Linked DNA regions of Gossypium arboreum: region 1 is linked to region 2. The links are chromatin contacts, called in public Hi-C maps. All regions are on one chromosome and are shown on one strand. Each heading gives the region's core, a stretch centred on a gene start, on an enhancer-like site or on the middle of the called end of the contact. The rest is flanking DNA. Distances are from core to core; before and after follow the strand shown. Region 1 holds the start of LOC108469763 (protein trichome birefringence-like 39). Region 2 holds the start of LOC108474828 (phospholipase A1-IIdelta).

Evidence for each region. A called contact is a pair of places that touch in the nucleus more often than the background predicts.
Region 1: a contact with region 2 is called in a Hi-C map of leaf, with 2.2 times the contacts expected there. The contact joins the promoter of LOC108469763 here to the promoter of LOC108474828 in region 2. A contact is called at or near these places in 2 of 5 Hi-C or Micro-C datasets (both in leaf).

What each region holds. Positions count from the first base shown.
Region 1 is chr10:28,013,462-28,018,034 of ASM2569848v2, reverse strand. It overlaps LOC108469763 (protein trichome birefringence-like 39), which reads left to right and starts at 3,116. Exons shown (of 5, transcript XM_053019628.1): 1 at 3,116-3,574; 2 at 3,651-3,822. The coding sequence starts at 3,270.
Region 2 is chr10:27,851,025-27,855,113 of ASM2569848v2, reverse strand. It overlaps LOC108474828 (phospholipase A1-IIdelta), which reads right to left and starts at 1,607. Exons shown (of 1, transcript XM_017776852.2): 1 at 1-1,607. The coding sequence starts at 1,296. The coding sequence ends at 40.

The sequences.
Region 1 (4,573 bases), core at 1,867-4,366, 160 kb before region 2:
GCCCCAAACATGCAATTTAACCATTTTTTCTTAAAATCCAATTCAGCCGAACCATCTATGACTCCCAACAGTCCATATTTGCAATTATTTCACATATAGTACATGTTTTTTACCACTTTAACAATTTAGTCCTTAAACGTTAAAATCATCTAAAATCACTTTACAAAATAGTCCTATCTAACAACCAAGCTTAATAATCTAACATAAAACTTCATAAACATCTCAATTTCATTAATGGCATAATCCTCAACATTTGACAATTATACAAATTATTCCTCGAGTTAGCTAAGTTAAGCTAATACGAGCTTAAAAACATAAAAATTACTAAAAACGGACGACATTTGCTTACCCGATATGAGAACCAAAGTTAACCAAACTCCCTCCTATGACTTCTTAGGTTTCAGTTCAAAATTATGAAGAAGATGATAAGTTAAAAATGATTTTAACTTGTTTTCTTTATTATATTTCATTTAATTACCAATTTACTAATTTGTCCTTCCTAATTACTCATAATTTTCAACATTTATAAGCCTAATACCGTCCTCTATCCCTTCTAATGGTATATTTACCATTCAAGGAGAGTTTAATTGCACAATTGGTCCTTCAATTTTATTAAATTCCAACTAAACAAACTTAATTTTCAATTTAATCATAACTAATTAGGACTAAATGAGAAATAGCCCAAAAGTTAGTGGATTTAATCATATCCACTGTAAGGACTTTTTGACCATGGTTTAATTACCATTTTGGTCCCTTTACTATTTTAAATCAAAAGTAATTAACTTTGACCTCTCTTACAATTTAATCTTTTTACCGCAATTAAGCAAATAAATCATCAAAATTATTAGACCAAACCTTAATTCATATATAATACGACTTTGTAAATATTTAATAAAAATATTTACGACCTTAAATTACGGAAACGAGGTCCTAATACATCATTTTTAATAATCACTTAACTTTTGAATCGAACCACTTATACTAACTTCTAATTCTATTGGATAAAATTCCTTATATCAAAATTTATTATAAAATTACTATTGACTTGTATAACTTAAATACTAATTATACGAACTTACTGTTGGACTTGTGGCCCTGAAACGACTGAAAAACAGGTTATTACAAAATAGTTACGTCCTATCGTAGAGCATCCATCTCACTCTACCACTCATTTGCATGCACGGAAGTACCTTCCTCCTGCATGGCTACATTGTCATGAATATCAGAGTTGTCAGATTGTACCTTTCTTATGAGCTCTTCATTCTGCTTTAAGAGTTCTTGATGAAACGTTTGCTGCTACTCGAACCTCACGTTTTGTAGGGCCATTTTCTCCTGAAGAGCGAGAAATTGCTGCGATGATGTTTTTTAACCAGAAGAGAATGGTAACCCCTAGCCTAAAGGAAAATTCAAATCAAAGGAGTTTGAGGCACCCAAATTTTTCGATTGGTCAGCAAACCAACTGACAAACAAGTTTGCTTTGGTGGGTTGGCCACTTGCCCTCGAAGCTCTAGCTTGTCCTGATGAAAAGTTGACAAGAAAATTTTTGTCTGGGAAAGCCATTGTAGTTATTACAAACTGAAAGAAAATTTGATGATTAGAAGTCTGTTCAAGTTCATCACAACAAATTGTTGAGTGTTTTTGTGGTGTGTCCTCATGATGGGGAGAATCGAGTATTTGTAAGATACAATTACTGTTCATTGAAATGACGTCTTAAGTATGCTCCATGCACACTAACACGTATATTATCCTAGACTTAATACGTGTCTGTCAGTCAACTCACTTGACTTCGCATCCTCTGTTTGCAAACGCAAACACCCAAGAACATAGGAACTTGGCTTGCGAGCCCTCCTCGCGAGTCCTTAATGTATCCACCTTGTAGGGCGCAGACTCAAGTCGCGGGTCGACAATTCAAGTTATATTCAAATTTTGGATCGATAATAGAAAGTAACATAATAAATTTGTGAAAGTAATTAATGCCTTTTCTGGTTGGGCCTTTGTGAATATATATGAACATTGTAACTAACATTTTCCCTTTTCTGGTGAACAAAAACTAACAATTAATCATGATGGAGTTGATATGAAGACACAATCAATGGTGTCTTAACGAGGATAAAAGTGATACAGCTCTTACATTATATGAATTGCACTTTGGCATATTTTACCAAACAAGTTTTTTTTCCGTTAAATGAACAATTAACAATGGGACGTATGCAAGTAGAAAACCATAATAGGATGTAGTAATGATGGTTTTTCATATATCTTATTTTATTTTGTTGAGGTGTTTTTAGATTTTGATTGTTTGTAAAGAACAAATTATAAGAAAATGGAAGAGAATAAGAAAAGTGACTTTGTATCATCAACTTGGAAAAAAAGAAACCTTTGAAAGCAGAGGGCTTAATTTTGTATTGTTATACTTTTGTCTCCTCTGATAGGGAAAAGTGTGATTCCATTATTTTTAATAATAACAAAATAAAAAATAAAAAAAATCTCATAATGCCATACCTCCTAATTTTTCAAAGTGTTTGGATCTATCCCCACCTGGCGCAAGGGAGCACAATCCATCCAAACATTTCACTATTCTTGTTTTGAAGATAAATAGATTTTTATTGAAACAAAATAAAATTATTTGATAAGTAATTTTTTTAGTATCTTTTATGTTTACAATTTGTATCTATTCTAAATAATAATATTATCTTTAAAGTTTAAATTTATATTTTTCCTTAAAATATAATTCATCTTATAATTACATTAAATATTTATTGATACATATAAATCTATTTCATCTAAAATTTTTAAAAATAAATTCATTTACTCATTTCAGATTTAGGAAATCATATATAAACAACTAGGATATATAATAATAATTTTTGGTATAACTATGATTTAAATTTAAATTATTAATGTGAATACCGGACAATTTAAAATATAATATGCAATAATTTTAATTAGATTTATAGAATTAAAAAAAAAAGTGAAGTGGTAATGTACCTAAGTATCAAAGATTTACCTAAAAGAAAATATCCACGATAATCCAAAAATAAATAAATAAATAAACTAAAAACTAAAAAAAAAACTTCTGGCACATATGACATGGAGTTTGAGTACTGTTCCATGTGAAGCTTTTTTCTTTTTTTTTCATTACTTTCTTTCTCTCTCTTTCCCTCTTTATATAAGGTGTGATGGGCAGACAACTTTTCCTTCACCACTCGTCCCTTTCTCCTTAACAGTTTGAGGCAGCGAATTAACCCAACAAAACCCAACCTCTGGGTATGGGTTTACTGCTCCTCTTCCGCTTCTCTCTCTTAGTCTTATTGTTTTTTCTTTTACAGCACTCACCAACAAAAGGTGAGGATTTCAATGCCATAAATAATACCAATGCCAGTGGCAGAACCAGAAGCTTAGCTTCTAACTGCAACTGGTTCAGAGGCAAGTGGGTTTATGACCCTTCCTATCCTCTCTACGACCCCTACAAGTGCCCCTTCATCGAGGGTGAATTCGACTGCCAAAAATATGGTCGACCTGATAACACGTATCTGAAATACCGATGGCAACCCTTCTCCTGCAGTCTCCCCAGGTCAGCTTGCTTACCATTCATTATAATTACAATTACACCCTATATGTATATAGGAGTATAAAGTTTGGAATATTAGGTTCAATGGGCTGTATTTCTTGAGGAAATGGAGAGGAAAGAAGATCATGTTCGTGGGTGACTCACTCAGCTTGAATCAATTCCAGTCTTTGACATGTATGATTCAGGCCTGGGTTCCAAATTCCCAGATTTCATACATCAAACGAGATGGTCTTACTTCAGTTACCTTTCTGGTCAGTTTTTGATTTCTTGCTATGCTTCTTGTACACTTAGAATATATATATTTTTTAGTTACAATGATTGCTTTGAATCTGGGCTGTGGCATGCATTCATGTCTGTCATCTCCTTTATCTTTTTCAATCTTGTTGCCTTTTGATTTTCTTGGATTTCAAATCCTTTTTTCGGTGCATGGGTGGAAAGGAATAGTAATTATAATCCTTGGTTTAAAATGGGCAGTAAAATTTTGACTACTTAAAAACTTTTAAGAATAAATATATTGAAAGTAAAATTGAAGTAGATTTTTATAAACATGAATTAGGACAAAAGAGTACTTCCCATAAACTTGGTGCTACAGTTGTCAAAGTTTGCTACGACTCTATTTTGGAGGCTTCAAAATTATATAGATTTTCACTCTGAATGTTAAAAATGGTTGAACATAAATGTTTTAGTAGAGGATTAATATATTAGCTTTAGGAAAAGGCAAATCTGAGGAGTAGCTGTTTTGTTGTTGAAAACTAATAACGGAGATAGGTAAGTGTGCATTAAAAGTGGAGCGTGATTGGTGGACGCCCTTACTTTAGACCGGGACATCACATGTCAAGATCTTAAGTTTACTGCACCCTTCCTTTATTTTAACATTTCGATTTCCGGATGACGTTTTTTTTTTTTCTTTTGTTATTAGTGCCTATATTTCGAAAAATTAGAATTTTAGTTGCTATATTTAAATGATAATGTACATGTATACAACTGAATTTGATAGTTATA
Region 2 (4,089 bases), core at 358-2,857:
TAAAGGTATTCGTAGCCAAAGACGGTAATCCAAATGCATTTAAGCTTCAGGTGTAGGCAAGTCTTCATCGGTTGCTGGAACCATTACCCACTCCCCATCTTCATTTCTCACAAGCCCTTTGTTCTTCTCCACCCACCATGAACCCGGCACCAAGCACTCATCTTTTAGAAACGCACAAGACTTGTTCACCAAAGCCAAACTTCTCTTCACTTTCAGCTCAAACTCTCCTTCCTGTCCATTCCACCCTGCTACAATGTGCAATATTGCCTGTAAATTATGCCAATCACTGGGATTCTTTGAGTCCTTCAAGCTTGGAGACTTCCTGGTATCGATTACCAGTTCAGTCCCCGTATAAACGTACCCCAACAACACGCTAGGGTAGTGAGGAATGACATCAATTATGTTCTTTGTATGCAGAACTGTAAGATTTGGATACCTTTTCATCCTGTCATTAAAGGCCTTATTCCCCACTTGTGGACAACCGAAAGCAAAAGCTGCCACAGGAATATTGTCCACTAAACCATTCTCAACTACATCAAAAGCACTTAAAACCGCTAAACTAGCCCCCAAACTATGCCCAGTGAACACTATGCTTAGATTTTCATTTTTATATCTCTCTTTCAACTCTTTTATCTTACCCAAAAGTTGCTCCCTTGCACTTAATTTTGTAAAAGGCGATTTGGGATCATCAGAAATGTAAATCGTCAGCCAACCAAGCATCACTTTCGGCTTCTCATTTTCATTATCACTGTCACTGTCACTGTCACTGCTACTATCACCCATTTCCTTGTTGCTACTTCCGTCGACTCGCAAAAGGGGCTCTATGGGCTCAAGCTTTGCGTCAAGAACATTAACCCACTCGTAGTCTCTGGTAGTTCCTCGCCACACTACGTAGATATCGCGGCGACCCAGAGCTTTCGATGTTTCATCGGACGTCGTGGCGATGTAGCCAATCCAGTTTGTTTCGCGGTCCCAGGACTCCCTTGACCTGGAGTGGAGCAAAAAGGCTTGAGGGAGAGTGACGTGAGCAGTGGCATAGAGAAACGATTCTACTTTGTAATCGGAGGCAGATTCCAGCATTACTTTGTCGAAGAAAGAGGACTTGCCATAGCGGCTTGAACCGCAGAACTTGGAATTTTGGTCGTTGTTGAAGGCGTCATATGTGGCCTGGCAGAAGTCACCGCAGCGGAGGATGAGTTTGCGAAGTGAGAAGTGAAGAGGATCCAGCAGCGAGTCCCAGTTTTTGCTACCAAGCAGTTCCTGCCATGACGGTTCTGCTTCTTGATTTGCGGCCATGAGCAGCTGACTGCCACCGATGGATAGGCGACCAAGAAAGGAATTCTGTGGCCCTGGTCGTTTTATCTTTTGATCGGAAGGGGAAAGATAGGTACTATTTTATGAGATAGAAAAGCCATATTCCGGATGACAATATGGCGCTCCCATGACCCACTATTATCGCTGCCAAAACAGAGCAGGACAAATTAGACCTAGAAAGCACGTTTATTCCGTGCTCAACGATTGGAGCCCGATGTTTGAATTCTAGAATATAAATAAAAAAGAAAAAAAAAATCTAAACTCGAGCTCAAAATTATTCCATCTCAAGGCCAATCTTAGCACGAACTCTTAATAATGCAAGCTTTATAACAATTCAAGTATGAGCCCAAGATAAATTTTATCCAAAATTCAAAAAGTTCAAATTTATAATTAAATATACATTAATAAATGATTGTTGATATTGTGTACAACAAGGGAGGAGTTTAAAGGAGTGAGTGACTCTTGAGGAGGTTGTTTCACTCAATCGGAGCGGAGAGACAAAGGTTATGAAGAGTGGTAATAAAAATAGCATAAAGGTTTATGGTTAAAAGAGTGTTGACAGGGTGTAGACTTAGTATTCTTGAAGAGTCGATCATTTCTTCGTTGTAAGAGTGTTGACAGGGTGTAGACTTAGTATTCTTGAAGAGTCGATCATTTCTTCGTTGTACTTTAAGGTATTTATGTTGGATTGTCGGTATGGCGCAATGGAAAAAAATTCCGACGATCATCAGCCATGGATCCATGTACAAGGAATGAATTGGGTTGAAATAATGATCGAAATTATACCTTTTGAAACTAAAAAAGCAACTACTAGTAATAATAACGTCTCGACCTCTATGTAATCCATCCAGTCAAAGAACGAACAACAAAAACTCTCTTAACTTTTCAAAGAGAATTTTTAATAATGGCTGCTAGACCTTTTGATTTATTTTTTTTTTAACCCTAACATACTAAGGGATTATATTCCTTTTATTTTCTTTGATATCATAAATCAAGAAAAAAAGATTATTCCTTATTATTAGAGAAATAAATGGAAATTGAGAAAAAATATATATGCTTTCCTAAAGAATATCCATTTTCATGTCTTTTATATTTTGATGAAATTAATTATTATAATTTTTATATTAATAATTTGGTAAACTATATATAATTAATATTTTATATGAATCAAATTCATATATTAATTTTATCTATATTCTCTATTTGTGTACAATAAGTTTGTACATATAACATGTTCAATATTTAACTATCAAATTAATTCAATTCAATAATTAATTCAATTCATGTGACAACTAAATACAATATCAAATGTATTTAGATTCTGTTCGTTTCTACTATAGGGTGTGACATTGAGGCTCTTGTAACGCTAGTAGTAATACTAGAACGTTTCTAATATTACAAACAATGAGTGGCACTAGCAATGCATTATTGCTACCCAAAGTATAAGAAGTCGAAATTCGACATAACCTCTCTGTGATAATTTTTCATGTATTATATCCTTTTATCCTTAATATCTAGATTGGACACAAGTCATGGAATAGTTATACTTGTATAGTCCAAAATCATATTTCTTGATATTCTGAGTAGGCTACAATAAACAAATAAGTGTGATATCTCATATCAACTTATTTGAGCCTGACCATGCATTTCTAATCTCACTCCATCAAGAGGCTTAAGATATTGCTTCCATTATGTAGGAGGAACAAATCCTATCTTGATCAAGCATATCCCACTACATAGATTGTGGTATACCCAACATCAGTTTTTATAGTATAACCTGTTATGGTAGACATTTGAGTGTGTCAAAATATACGACTCAAGATGATGAGACAATGATAATCTCAAGTCTGAGGATTATATATATAGTTATCACTATGAGTAATGTTGTGACTATTAAATAATAATCCAAGAAACATAATCATAGCGGGTCATTCCAGTATGTTGTTCTCTAACACATACTCATGTATCAATTTTGACATCCCTCTGTCAATGACAATACTTTGTCATCAATCAACTACACATTAGCCTCAATGCATTATCATTGTCCAAGCCTACAATAATACTTGACTAAGAACCTTTTAAGAATAATCATATTATTCTCAAGACTTTATTATTAATCAGTTTATCTATACACATAGAAAAAGAAACTGAAATAACAATGACAATGCCTTATATTAACAAATAAGGTAAAACAAGTATATGATTACAATCATCTTATGATTGCTCTTTGGGCATACTCTAGCAATTTAAAGGTAGGGGTCTCGTATAAGATGGTGCTAACGTGTTGGACTTTCATCTAACCTTCATTACGAAATGCGTGGGAGGGATGTCTTTGACGGGATGAGGATGTCTGTAACAGAAAAAATTTTATCGTTTATTCTGATTTTGCTAGGATAAAATAGTTGGGCCCATGTGATGTTTGGTGACCAATGGCTTCATGTTCCTAATGACAATTAGGACATCCATTGCTCAAATAGTTATTCCGAAAGGGTGAGCTTGTAAGTGATCTTCCAACTTGCCACTAGTGGTAGACTTACTATTTAGATATCTTCTTCGCTTGCCATATCTTAATGTGGATAGGGGTATAACAATATCCCCATTCAAAATCAAGAGGAGGGATATAAAGTGGCCTTTCTCGAGACACTTTGATCTAGTAAATTCCTCTTTTCCAGGTTGTTCCAGATAGTGACTTTATTCTATGATGAAACATTATATCAAAACATTTGAGATTCTACCATAAATTTATTTTGAGGATTATGTTTTTGGGGAGTCGTG